Linked DNA regions of Mus musculus: all the other regions are linked to region 3. Evidence: chromatin contacts called from public HiChIP or PLAC-seq data. All regions are on one chromosome and are shown on one strand. The core of a region is the stretch at or near the end of the contact, and the rest is flanking DNA. Distances in the headings are between cores, read along the strand shown.

What was found. HiChIP or PLAC-seq counts read pairs in DNA pulled down with a chosen protein or histone mark.
Region 1: an H3K27ac HiChIP or PLAC-seq map of embryonic stem cells shows a contact between it and region 3, with 3 times the contacts expected there. The contact joins two enhancer-like sites. A contact is called at or near these places in 1 of 39 promoter capture datasets (liver) and 1 of 115 datasets of contacts at active chromatin or transcription factors (embryonic stem cells).
Region 2: a contact with region 3 is called in an H3K27ac HiChIP or PLAC-seq map of embryonic stem cells, with 2.4 times the contacts expected there. The contact joins two enhancer-like sites. A contact is called at or near these places in 1 of 115 datasets of contacts at active chromatin or transcription factors (embryonic stem cells) and 1 of 9 other capture datasets (adipose tissue).
Region 4: an H3K27ac HiChIP or PLAC-seq map of embryonic stem cells shows a contact between it and region 3, with 2.6 times the contacts expected there. The contact joins two enhancer-like sites. A contact is called at or near these places in 2 of 39 promoter capture datasets (both in liver), 1 of 115 datasets of contacts at active chromatin or transcription factors (embryonic stem cells) and 1 of 9 other capture datasets (pancreatic islet).

The regions. Positions count from the first base shown.
Region 1 is chr11:103,229,533-103,232,303 of GRCm38.p6, forward strand. It overlaps Map3k14 (mitogen-activated protein kinase kinase kinase 14), which reads right to left. Exons shown (of 16, transcript NM_016896.3): 7 at 1,825-1,954; 8 at 1,500-1,631; 9 at 800-904. All of the region lies in intron 2 of Gm34823 (a long non-coding RNA gene), which reads left to right. Among named protein-coding and RNA genes, the nearest start is that of Gm34823, 12 kb to the left of the region's middle. Within about 2 kb of position 1,424, at least 10 of the 459 cell types and tissues checked have an H3K27ac peak or open chromatin away from gene starts, as enhancers often do. A contact at or near this core is called in embryonic stem cells, where this site is marked.
Region 2 is chr11:103,978,999-103,981,698 of GRCm38.p6, forward strand. Arf2 (ADP-ribosylation factor 2) reads left to right here. Exons shown (of 5, transcript NM_001304574.1): 4 at 2,696-2,700. Among named protein-coding and RNA genes, the nearest start is that of Arf2, 14 kb to the left of the region's middle. Within about 2 kb of position 1,418, at least 55 of the 459 cell types and tissues checked have an H3K27ac peak or open chromatin away from gene starts, as enhancers often do. A contact at or near this core is called in embryonic stem cells, where this site is marked.
Region 3 is chr11:103,609,605-103,612,304 of GRCm38.p6, forward strand. Gm884 (predicted gene 884) reads right to left here. Exons shown (of 14, transcript NM_001033434.2): 2 at 315-386. Among named protein-coding and RNA genes, the nearest start is that of Gm884, 3.8 kb to the right of the region's middle. Within about 2 kb of position 1,442, at least 3 of the 459 cell types and tissues checked have an H3K27ac peak or open chromatin away from gene starts, as enhancers often do. A contact at or near this core is called in embryonic stem cells, where this site is marked.
Region 4 is chr11:103,158,180-103,160,983 of GRCm38.p6, forward strand. No RefSeq gene overlaps it. Among named protein-coding and RNA genes, the nearest start is that of Gm51919, 11 kb to the right of the region's middle. Within about 2 kb of position 1,387, at least 160 of the 459 cell types and tissues checked have an H3K27ac peak or open chromatin away from gene starts, as enhancers often do. A contact at or near this core is called in embryonic stem cells, where this site is marked.

The DNA of each region.
Region 1 (2,771 bases), core at 174-2,673, 380 kb before region 3:
TGTCCTAGTCGTTTAATAGACAAAATGAAGAAGGGATCAGAACACCAGCCTTAATACTAACACTGAAGCAGGAGGATTGTGTCTCTGAAGCCAGCCTGTACCACACAGTTAGACCATGTCTCATACAAAAAGAAAAAGAAAAAAAAAAGAATGAACAACAAATGGCTGAGAGTGGTTCACAGGCTAAGAGCACTGGCTGCTCTTCCAGAGGGCCTGAATCCAATTCCCAGCAACCACATGATGGCTCACAACCATTTGTAATGGAATCTGGTGCCCTCTTCTGGCCTTCAGTCATACATGCAGGCAGAATACTATATACATAATAAATAATTTTTGTTTTTTAAATAACAACAAAGTGCATAAAAAAAACAAGGAAGTAAAAAAATAATGAATTTTAGCTGGAGATAGTATACTTTTAAACCCTAGCACTCAGGAGGCAGAGGCCGGCCGATCTACATGAATTTGAGGACAGCCTGGTCTATATATGGAATTCTAGGTCAGCCAGTACTACTACAAGGCCTGGACCTACTGCAGGACCTTTGGCCTTTTGGGCCTTGCTGTGTAAGGTCACATGGTCATGGGGCACCTGGCTGGCACCTGTTGCTGTGTCTGTGCACAGCGAGCACCCTGTAATGACCCTGTAATGACCCTGTAATGGTGGCTGTGAGGATGATTAGTTCTACCTGGGGACGGAGAGTGGCCACAGCATTTACCCCACATGGAAAGCACCGTGGTGGGAGGCTAACGCTGAGTGACAGCTACCGGTACTATGATTGTGAGGTAGAGAATGAGGCGTTACCTGTGAGCAAGGATTTCCCTAGGCCGTCAGGTTGCAGGCACAAGGCGTGGCCAAAGTCGCAGAGGGCCGCTCGGCTTCCATCACTGGACAGGAGCACGTTGTCAGCTGCAGGCAGCCCCGGGGCAAAGAGCAAGAGGGGGAACAGGTCAGCCACACCGGGCTCCAGGCCCCAGCCCACCCTCGCCTGGCTTGACTTGACCTGGCTTCTAGTCAGACAACTTTCTGGCTGGTCCTACACTGCTGTTTCTCATTGGTCTTGTTAGGGAGAGCAGTGTGTGTGCGCGAGCATGTGTGCGAGCGTGTGTGTGTTTGTGTGTGTGTGTGTGTGTGTTTGTGTGTGTGTGTGTGTGTGTGCGCGCGCGCGCACATGCGCGTGTTTTGGTGGTGGCTAGCTGAGGCTGGAGGCAGACAGCAGGCAGCATCTGGAGCAGCATCTCTTAGAACACCACTTTCCCAGAGTGCTCTCTCTGCCGCCCCACCCTCTCCCAGAGGTCGTCAGTTGGCAGGAGTTTAGCCTTCAGTTTTCTGTGAGCACCAGCGCAGGAGACTCACAGTGCTAGACGCAGGGCCTAGAGAGATCACCCCGACCCACGAGGCACGGCCCTGTCAGCTGACTCAGGCGTCTACCGTGAAGACAAGCAGGCAGGCCACAGCTGAGGGGGCGCCTGCTGGGATCAGGACATGGTGACTAGGGCCTTACCTTTGACATCGCCATGCAGAATCCTGCGTGTGTGGAGGTACTCCAGCCCCTCCAGGGCCTGGCCCAGGTAGTAAAGGGCTCGGTCTTCTGGCAGACAGCCCATTTGCTTTATGAGCTGACCCAGCGAGCCACCTAGGGAAAGAACAGTCAGTCTTAGTGGGGCTTTCCCAGGCCTACACGCAGGCCGAGGGCAAGAGCGAAGGGCAGGTGAGGTAAGGGAGCAGGGCTAAGAGGTCCGACGTGGCCTGAGAGGCAAGGGTCTAAGTGGGGGTTACCTCTTGGCCTTGAACCTTGAGAGGGATAAAGACGGGACCTGTCTCCTCACCTTCTAGCAGTTCCATGAAGATGTTCACCCACGGGCCTTCTCTCACAGCTCCATAGAGAGGGACGATTCTGGGCGAGCTCAGACCAGCACAGGCCACTAGTTCCTCTACCCGAAACACCTCGAGTCGTACCTGAAAGACCCAGAGGCCCCTGTGTCAGGGTGAGGGGTGCGGGCTGGGGAACCCTTGGAATTCTATGCATAGAAGCTAACAATGCTCTCAGTGGTGGTGCCCAGGCCCAGTGGGACCAGCCCTTGGGAAATGAGCATAACCCATGTATAGTCCCCTGGTGTCAGGTATCAGGGCCACAGTGCTGACTGCATGAAAAACAGTCACACAGAAACATTTCTTTCTTTCCAGACTCCTGGAATTCTCTCCACCCTCAATCTGCAAACACATTCTGTACCCCAGCTCTCTGGGGGAAAATCTCTAGGCCACGAGGTCTTGTGAACCCTGCCTACCCTGTACCTGCTACAGGCCCCATCATGTATCTTAGGTTGGCTTTGAACTTCCAGTCCGCCTCAGCGTAGCAAGTGCTGGGATAATAAGGATGTGCTGCGATGCCTGACTCTGTGAGGAGTCGCTGCACCAGTGGTTCTCAACCTGTGGGTCCCAACCTGAGGGCTGAGTGACCCTTTTACAGGGGTCAATTTATTATGATTCATAATATCAAATTACAGTTAGGAAACAATGATGAAAATAATTTTATGGTTGGGGGTGGTCACCACATGAGGAACTGTATTAAAGGACCATAGCATTGGAGGTGGGCACGCCTTTAATCCCAGCACTCGGGAGGCAGAGACAGGAGGATTTCTGAGTTCGAGGCCAGCCTGGTCTACAGAGTGAGTTCCAGGACAGCCAGGGCTATACAGAGAAACCCTGTCTCGAAAAACAAAAAAAACAAAAAACAAAAAAAACCCAAACAAACAAACAAAAAAAACCCAACAAC
Region 2 (2,700 bases), core at 168-2,667, 370 kb after region 3:
TGAACCCAGGTCCTATGGAAGAACAGCCGGTGCTCTTAACCATTGAGCCATTTCTCCAGCCCCCTATTTTATTCTTAAGGAAAAATATTTTATTTAAAATACTCTATTTTAAAGCACCTGGTTTGGCTCTTGATCTCAGAGGACCCCACCCATGGCCGCTTGGGTCTCATTCACACGAACAGCGTCACCTTTTTGGGAGTATACAGTAGAGGACATGGCGTTTTTCGTGTGTTAGCAAAGTGAGAACAGTCACTTGTGCTCTGTGGGTTTCGCATTGGCAGCTAAGGCTCTGCTTGAATTTCCACATCAGTGGTCTACTTAGTCAGAATTGGAATCCAGAACTTCAGGTAGCATACCAATCCTGTGTGGGTAGGGACTTGAATTTTCCCTTTTTAATCTGATGTGATATATCAGACACAGCCTTGACTTACATGAAAATTCTAAGCATGTCAGAAGCCTTGAGAGCTCTTGTCTGCTGGGTAGACTGCCTGGAGGGCCTGGGACACACAGAGGCACGGGCAGAGGACTAGGCCCAGTTTTCTCCCTTGGACAGTTGTGAAATCTCTGTCATCTGACCCTACTTCCTTCTCTACTAGAGTCTCTCCTCCTGCAGTCTCCCCATGAAAAGTGCCCTGAGCTGGGCACAAGCGCAGTTCTCTCAGCAGCTTACTGTATCTTCAGTCCCTCTGCCTCTGTCCTGTCCTGTGGACTTCCTGTGGGGTTTTTCTGCTGCCTTGTTTCCTCATGGAGCTCTTGAAGGTACCTTGACCCCGTCGATGGCCCTTCTAATATCTGCAGAGACCCATCAGTCTCTGACCAAGTGTTTTCTTCCAGGCAGTTTCCCCATTTGAATCACTTGACCTGGCGTCTGATAATCTGCTGACACTTTGAGACCTCCAGAGTGCCTACAATTTAAGAGTGTTAGGGTCCAGCCCTGTAGTATTCCCACCACGATCCGATTGAGGTCCAGAAGAATCTGCTTGTTTCCATTCACATCCCAGAAATAGAGTAGCTGTCACTACTGGTTGTTCAACCTAGGATCCAGGAAGTTCTTTGGATAACTGGGTCACATTTTTGTCTCAAAGGCCTTGCTTTTACCCAAACATCAACTTGTTATTGTTATTGTCATTGTGGAATACTGACTGAGTCGCTGCCCACCCCTGTAGATTCTTCCTGCTTTACTGCTTCCTCCACCAATAAGGCAAGTCTATACAGGTTTTAGCCCTTCCTTTAGTTGTAATGTGGTGCTTCCTTCAGCCTGCTCTGGCTTTTTGACCTCCTGAGATTTCTCTGCTGATACAGTGGAAGCTGCAAGGCTGACACCCACTACTCTGAGCTGGGCTGCCTTGCACAGTTTAGACTCTTATTTTGAAGGACACAATGACTTTTGTCCTCAGCTATAGCGGGGTGGGGTCCCCCAGCCACCCTTACTTCCTGCTGGGTGGTTATAATTCGGCAGCTTTCACTCCACTAGCTGGTTTACTAGCTTGTGAGGATGAAGCACAGACTCAGGATAGACTCTACTTGAAATCACAGTTTTATTACAGCAAAGGACATACATGCAGCAGTGAACAGGAAAGACCCTAGAGGGTGCCTGCCAGCCACAGCTTCTATTGTCCACTGTTCCAGAATTCAGGGAGCAACCCTTTTCTGCTAGCACATGAATGTGAGATAGTGAACAGTGCTGCCCCCAGGGAGGCCTGTGTGAGCTCCTCGAAGCATTGTTTTATTGGGACTTCATTATAGAGGCACATGGAGTGAATTGTTTGACCATGTGAGTTAAACCCCAGCCTCCCTCCTTCCCCAGAGGCAGTCTTATTAGTATAAACTAGCTGGTGGGCTCCCCACCATCAAAGACTCCCCTCCCATTGAAAGTTCTGTTGACAAAAGGACAACCAAAGTCTTTACTGTGGGTGTCCATAGACTCTTGACATCCTCACAAATGTGACCTAAAAATGTTGAGGGTTTTATAACTTTCAGGTGCCTTGGGTATGTATGGAAGGACAAACAATTTCCCTTTTTGTCTCATGGGGACAAACAGCTTTCATATGACTTGGAATGTCCAGTAGCATCCAGCACTGTTTGCCTGGGAGCTGCCACCTTGACTGTTCATTTTTGTGTTGCCTGTCTTTCCTTCAGGCTTCCTCCCTCAAGCCCTTCTACCTGCTTTCCTGGGACCACTTCCAAGGCAGCAGACCCACTCCTAGCCTTCAGGTCACTCTCTGTTTTAGGGATCATCCTTAAACACTGTCACTGTATACACCGTGTTCTTCCAAAATCCCTTTCCCCTCTGAGATGGAAATGTAGTGACTAATCACTAATCCTAACTTTTCTTTGTTCTTTCTGGTTAATCTGGTGAAGGGCTGTAATCCTTCTGAACAAGATAGGTGGGATGAGTGTACAGTAAGCTTCCTAGGTTGGAGATTATATAGACTTTCTAAAAAGAATGATGGGAAAAAAGAAAAGGAAAAAAAAAGGAAACAGAGTCTCACAATGTATTAATAGCTCAGCCTGACTTTGAACTTGTAGGTGATACTTCTGCCTCAGCCTCTGGAGTGTTGGGGTTATAAGCCTGCACCATCTTCTTGTTTTTGCCTCAGTGCAGCCTCACTGTGAGCAGGGAGCAGCTGTGTGGATATATAAAGAGCTGCTCTCTCCAGGGCCTTGTGCTAATATGCTTGGGATTTCTTTTCAGGTCTG
Region 3 (2,700 bases), core at 192-2,691:
TTAAAATTTTTGCCTGCACTAGTAAGGTTCCAACTCATGGTCTCGTGTACTAACACTGAACCACACCCCAGTCCTCATGCAACTTACCAGGAAAATGCAATCAATACCAATTTCTTTATTTAGTGAGATTAGAACTCCCTCTCTCTACCCTAAACCTTCCATGTTGAGCTATCAGAAATTTACTGGGTTGCGCAGAGGAAATGTCTTTCCTCAGACATAGTCACCTCAAAATCTGGACCAAAAAAAGGCCTTAGTGCACTATTTTGCATAATATTTGGAGAGAATATATCTATGCACACACACACACTACTCACAATTTCTCAGTCCAACGGTATACCTTCCATACATTTTTGTCAATGAAAGAAATATCATTTCCTTTGAAATTTCTGTGGAGAAACAGTTGATATAATTGAATAATAGGAAAAGAATAAACAGAATCAGTAAAAATCCTAACACCTTCATGGAAGTGCTCGATGCAGAATGAGGGACGCCACCAACTTTATGATTCCTGAATCTATCAGTCTCTGAGGAAGCACAGTTAAGAACGCCTGACTACTGGTGAGATACTTCCTCAAAAGGTCAACTTCTAATCTGACCCACCTTTTGGTTAAAAAGGAGAGTTAATTACTAAGTATTTTTACTGTGTCTAAATGAATTCCTTCTTTAAGCCCATAAAAATATATGTGATTTAAAATTTAATATGGTCATTAAAATAGGCAAATTTTTAATCACTATTAACTACTAAGAAACCATATTAGTAATACCAAAACTTTGCTTAAGGGCTGTCTGTTGAAGCCTGTGTAGGTGTTAGAAAGATGAAAAAATTATAACTAGTGAAAGAAATGTACTGGTGTGGAAATAGTTCTCAGACGTGCCACGTAAGGAAAAGACACAAAATCACTGTGAAAGGAGTTTTAGCTCATCTGTGAAAAACACAAATGAAATTGCATTTTGCACCCCAAAATCCAAGTGGGATTTATGTTATGGATGGTAGGGCACAGAAGAAGAGTGACAAGGTCTATGGAGTGAAGTGTATAAATTATCTTATAAACCTTGTATGTTTTGTTTCCATTTTGCATGTGTGCATGCAGAAGCCCAAGTTTGACGTTAATGGTTATCCACACTCACTCTTCTACTTTACTGAGACAGGGTCTCTCAATCAAACCTAGACTCTTGCCGATATAGTACATGTGTCAGCCAGATTGTTCCGGTAGTATCTAGCTTTCAAGCTGTAAGGTAGACTGTCAACACTAACCTGTCATTTACATGAGATTCTGAGGATCTGAACTGTAATCCCCATACTTGCAATTTGGACATGTTAACAACTGAGTGATCTACCCAGGTGTCCCACTCCCCCCACCCCATTTCCAGCCCTAATAATGGGATGGAGGGCATTGTGTGTGCTAGTCAAGCAATCTACCACTAAGCTGTATTCCTAGCCCTTTTGTCATCCTGAGAAAGTATCTTACCAGTACAGTCTAGGCTGGCCTTGAGCTTGTGATTCTCATTTTTCCCTAGTGCTAAGATTATAGGCACATGTCACCAAAAAGGCTTCCATGACATTTCAAAAATGAGAATCTATACATGAGTGCCACATGCTTAAAAGAAGCTATTAAATTTAGTTATGTTCAGTTTCTTTGTTCTTTGACTCACTTTGAGTATTTACCCTTCGTATGTTCTTACTTCAGTGAAGACTTTCTTGCTCAGTTTGAACATATTTTTTTATGTTAGAGAAGAAAAAAATCTTTTCACTTGATAGTGAACATCTCCTCTCACCTAAGCTAATTTTATGTTCACCAATAAAGGAAATGCCTACAACTGAACTCAACCCCCATGCTGCTCTCATTCCTGACTGCTGAGTCCATCTGTTAAACTGTCTTCCTCATCTTCATCAAGGCAAACTGTGGGCTCATTTTTTTTATTATTTTGAAATGAGCTCTCACCTATAAGCCCTGACTGGTGTGGAACTCGCTCTGTAGACCAGACTGACCTTGAACTCACAGAGATCTACCACCTCTGCCTCCTGAGTGCTGGGACTAAAGGCAGCATCAGTTCTCAACTCTTTAATCAGTCACTAAATCCTCTCCTCTCCTACTCTGTGGAGATTCAGGGTTTCCTTCCCACTACCAAATGGCCACAGTGGCTCAGTTCTCCCTCACTTTATTCCTAAATTTTGCTAGATCCTTCTACATGGTCATCGAGAATTAAGCTTTTCCCCTGGATCACTCAACACATGGGTGCTAAAATAATCCTATATCTGAGTGTTATGACACATGCCTATATTTGTTATTTAAGGGGCTGAGGCGGGATGATCATGAAGTCAGGACCAACCTATACTACATAGCAAGGTTCTGCCCTCCATTTAATAGTTTTTCAGTAGTTCTTGGAAATGTTCTATGGTTCTCTATAGCATACTGTGACTTTCAAACCACTAGAGTTGATATTCAAAGTATTTCATAATATGTCTCATTGCTTTCTCTTTGCTGGTAAGTGATTCCACTAAATCCTTATTCTTGTAGCTATGCCTTTACTTATGCTGTAATCCCTATTTTTACTTTATTTAAAAAAACACTTTGGGACAAAGGTTAAGATTTAACATAATATTCCCCCTTTCCTTGTCTAGTAATTCACATTCCAGAGAAAAACTTCATACATATATAGCTCCCATACTTCTTAGCCCTGAGTAGTGCACACAATGAA
Region 4 (2,804 bases), core at 137-2,636, 450 kb before region 3:
GAAAACCTATCTTGAAAAACCTAAAATAAATAAATAAATAAATAAATAAATAAATAAGATACATTTGAAAAAGAACACACTGTGAGCCTATTACAGGGTCTTGGCCTCCCTGTCCCCCAGTCCCGGTAGAAGTAAGGCCCCAGGAAGAAGAACACTGGATGGGTCTGGTGAGACAAATTCAGTAAGGGAATTTTATCCCAGGTAAACTGCTGATCCCAAAGAAGAACGAGGAGTCCCGCGATGTTGGGAAATGTTACTAAAAAGCACTGGTAGACCTGGACCTTTGCACAAGTCACCATAGATATTGGCACCTTTGGTGGTCCCAGACAAGCTCTGTCAGCCTTGCGTGCATCGGTGCATCGGGTAAATCTCCCGAAGGGAACTCAGAAAAGTTGTGGAAGGCCAGCAGAGAGCTGAACGTGGGTAGGCCAGTAGAGAGCTGAAAGTCCCTGCTTCGGAGACTGCAGGAAGACTGTATTGCCTGCCCCTCCTCCACCCCAGCACCTAGACCTGCTGTCAGCCCTTTCCCATGTCTACCCTGCCCCCTGGATCCCACAGAAGGAACTGGAGTCCAGGACTTAGCGTTTCTGAATAGGTCCCAGCAGGGCAAGCGTGGGATGGGCTGAAAACATGTTTGTTTTGAACGACTTAGATAGAGCTGCCCAGGAGGAGGAAAGGGAGGAGGGAGGACAGGGCGGAGGGAAGGGGAAGATTAATTTGCTACTTAGACTCTAGAGCCAGGAATTGAATGAAGCCTGCCCATGCCTCCTCCTCTGTCCTCCACTTGGCATCCTGTGAGGGGTTGGTGGCCTTGGGGCATCGGCTGTAGGGAGGGAAGTCATAGGAAAGGCTGGCAGCCTGAGAGCTGGAGGCCGGGTCCGGGGAGTGTCAGCGAGGCTACACACAGCTCCTGGGCCCTGGGTTCTGGAAGAAAATCCAATGGCTGACCCGCTCCAGGTTCCCATGGCGCTCAGTCAGGTTCTGCCAGTGTTGACTCAACAGCGCCACCTGCCGTCCGGGTCCGCACAGCCCGGGGACCCTGTCGGTGAGTCCTGGCCTGGGTCCTTGGCCACTCCAGCTGTCAGATCAGAAAATGTCGGCAGGCAGGAATGCTCTGAAGCGAGAGGACTCTGCCTTTCCGGCCACCTGTGCCCCTCATTCTACCGCGTGCTCCCGGGACACTGCTGGTTCTCGGCCAGCTCTGGAAGCGAAATAAACAATAACATCTCTAACTTTGGGAGATTCCTGGTTTGGATAGCTGTTTTGCTTTTTTTTTTTTTTTTTTTTTTTTTTTTTTTTTTTTTTTTTTGCCTGCAGACTTTGAGGCTAGAGTGGATTGAACTCAGGACTTCGCGCATGCTAGCAAGCACAGTACCGCTGTGCAGTCTCTTTAGCCTGACTGTCCTGGAGCTCACATTGTAGACCAGGCTGGCTTCAGTTCACAAGGCCTGCTTCACCATGTCAGGCTAGCTGTATTTTTACTTTTGAGATGGGTCTCACGAGTGGCTTGAATTTGCTCCACAGCTCGGGTAAACCTGAGACTTGGAGCTGTTCTGCTGGGATTCCAGACCTATGCTACTTGGATAATTTTTGTGTGTGGCAAAGCGTGTGTGTGTGTACAACATTTAGGAGTCTCTTCTCACCTACCAGGCTTCACACTTGCTGAGCCACCTTCCAGGCTCTTTCACCTTAATTGCCACCCCCCTCCCCGAAAGGCACAGTTTCTCTGTGAGCCCTGGATGTCATGGAATTTGCTCTTAGACCAGGCTGGTTTTGAACCGAAGAGACCCTCCTGCCTCTGCTCTCTGAGTGCTGAGGTTGAAGGTATGCACAGCTACCACCATCACCACCGGCATCACCACTGGAGTACTTAAAAAAAAAAAAAAAAATATATATATATATATATATATGTGTGTGTGTGTGTATGTATATATGTATATGTGTGTATATGTATATGTGTGTATATATGTATGTGTGTATATATGTATATGTGTGTGTATGTGTGTATATATATGTGTGTATATGTATATGTGTGTATATATGTATATTTATGTGTATATGTATGTGTGTATATATGTATATATATGTGTGTGTGTATGTATATGTGTGTATATGTATATGTGTGTATATATGTATATATATGTGTGTATATATATATATATGTATATATATATATATATATATTGTGTGTGTGTGTGTGTGTGTGTGTGTGTTTGTGTGTGTATGTGTGTGTGCATGTGTGCTGTTCTCTCTTTCCACCATGTGGGTCCCAGGGATTAAACTCAAGTCGGCAGGCTTGGCAGCAGGCACCCTTACTTCCTAAGGCCCTTACTTGAATTTTCTTTCCCTGAATCTAGAGCTCACTGATTGGCTGCACTGGCTAGATGATCAGCCTCAGAGATCCGGCTTCTCCTCCTCTCCAACTCTGGATTACAGGCGGACACTACGAATACTGTTTTTTTATTTTTTATTTTTTATTTTTGTAGTGAGTGTTGTGATCTGAACTCATACTTGGGTGGCTATTAGGATATGGAAGATTATAGAAAAGTTTTAAAAAATGATTTCGTTAAAATTTTGCCCTATTTGTTCTCTTTTATCTGTGTATTAAATATATTCTAAGACTTCTGAGGAGGAGGCCGGAGGGCCTGTGCTTAGCACTCACTAAAGGCCACTTAATCACCAGCCGGGCCTCGAGCACATGACCCTCGGCTGGCAAATACTGCAGTGGGCATTTATTTCCCAAGAGCTCTGTCTTGCATCAGCATGGCCTTTTCACCTTCAGGAACTTAACACTAACTTATCCA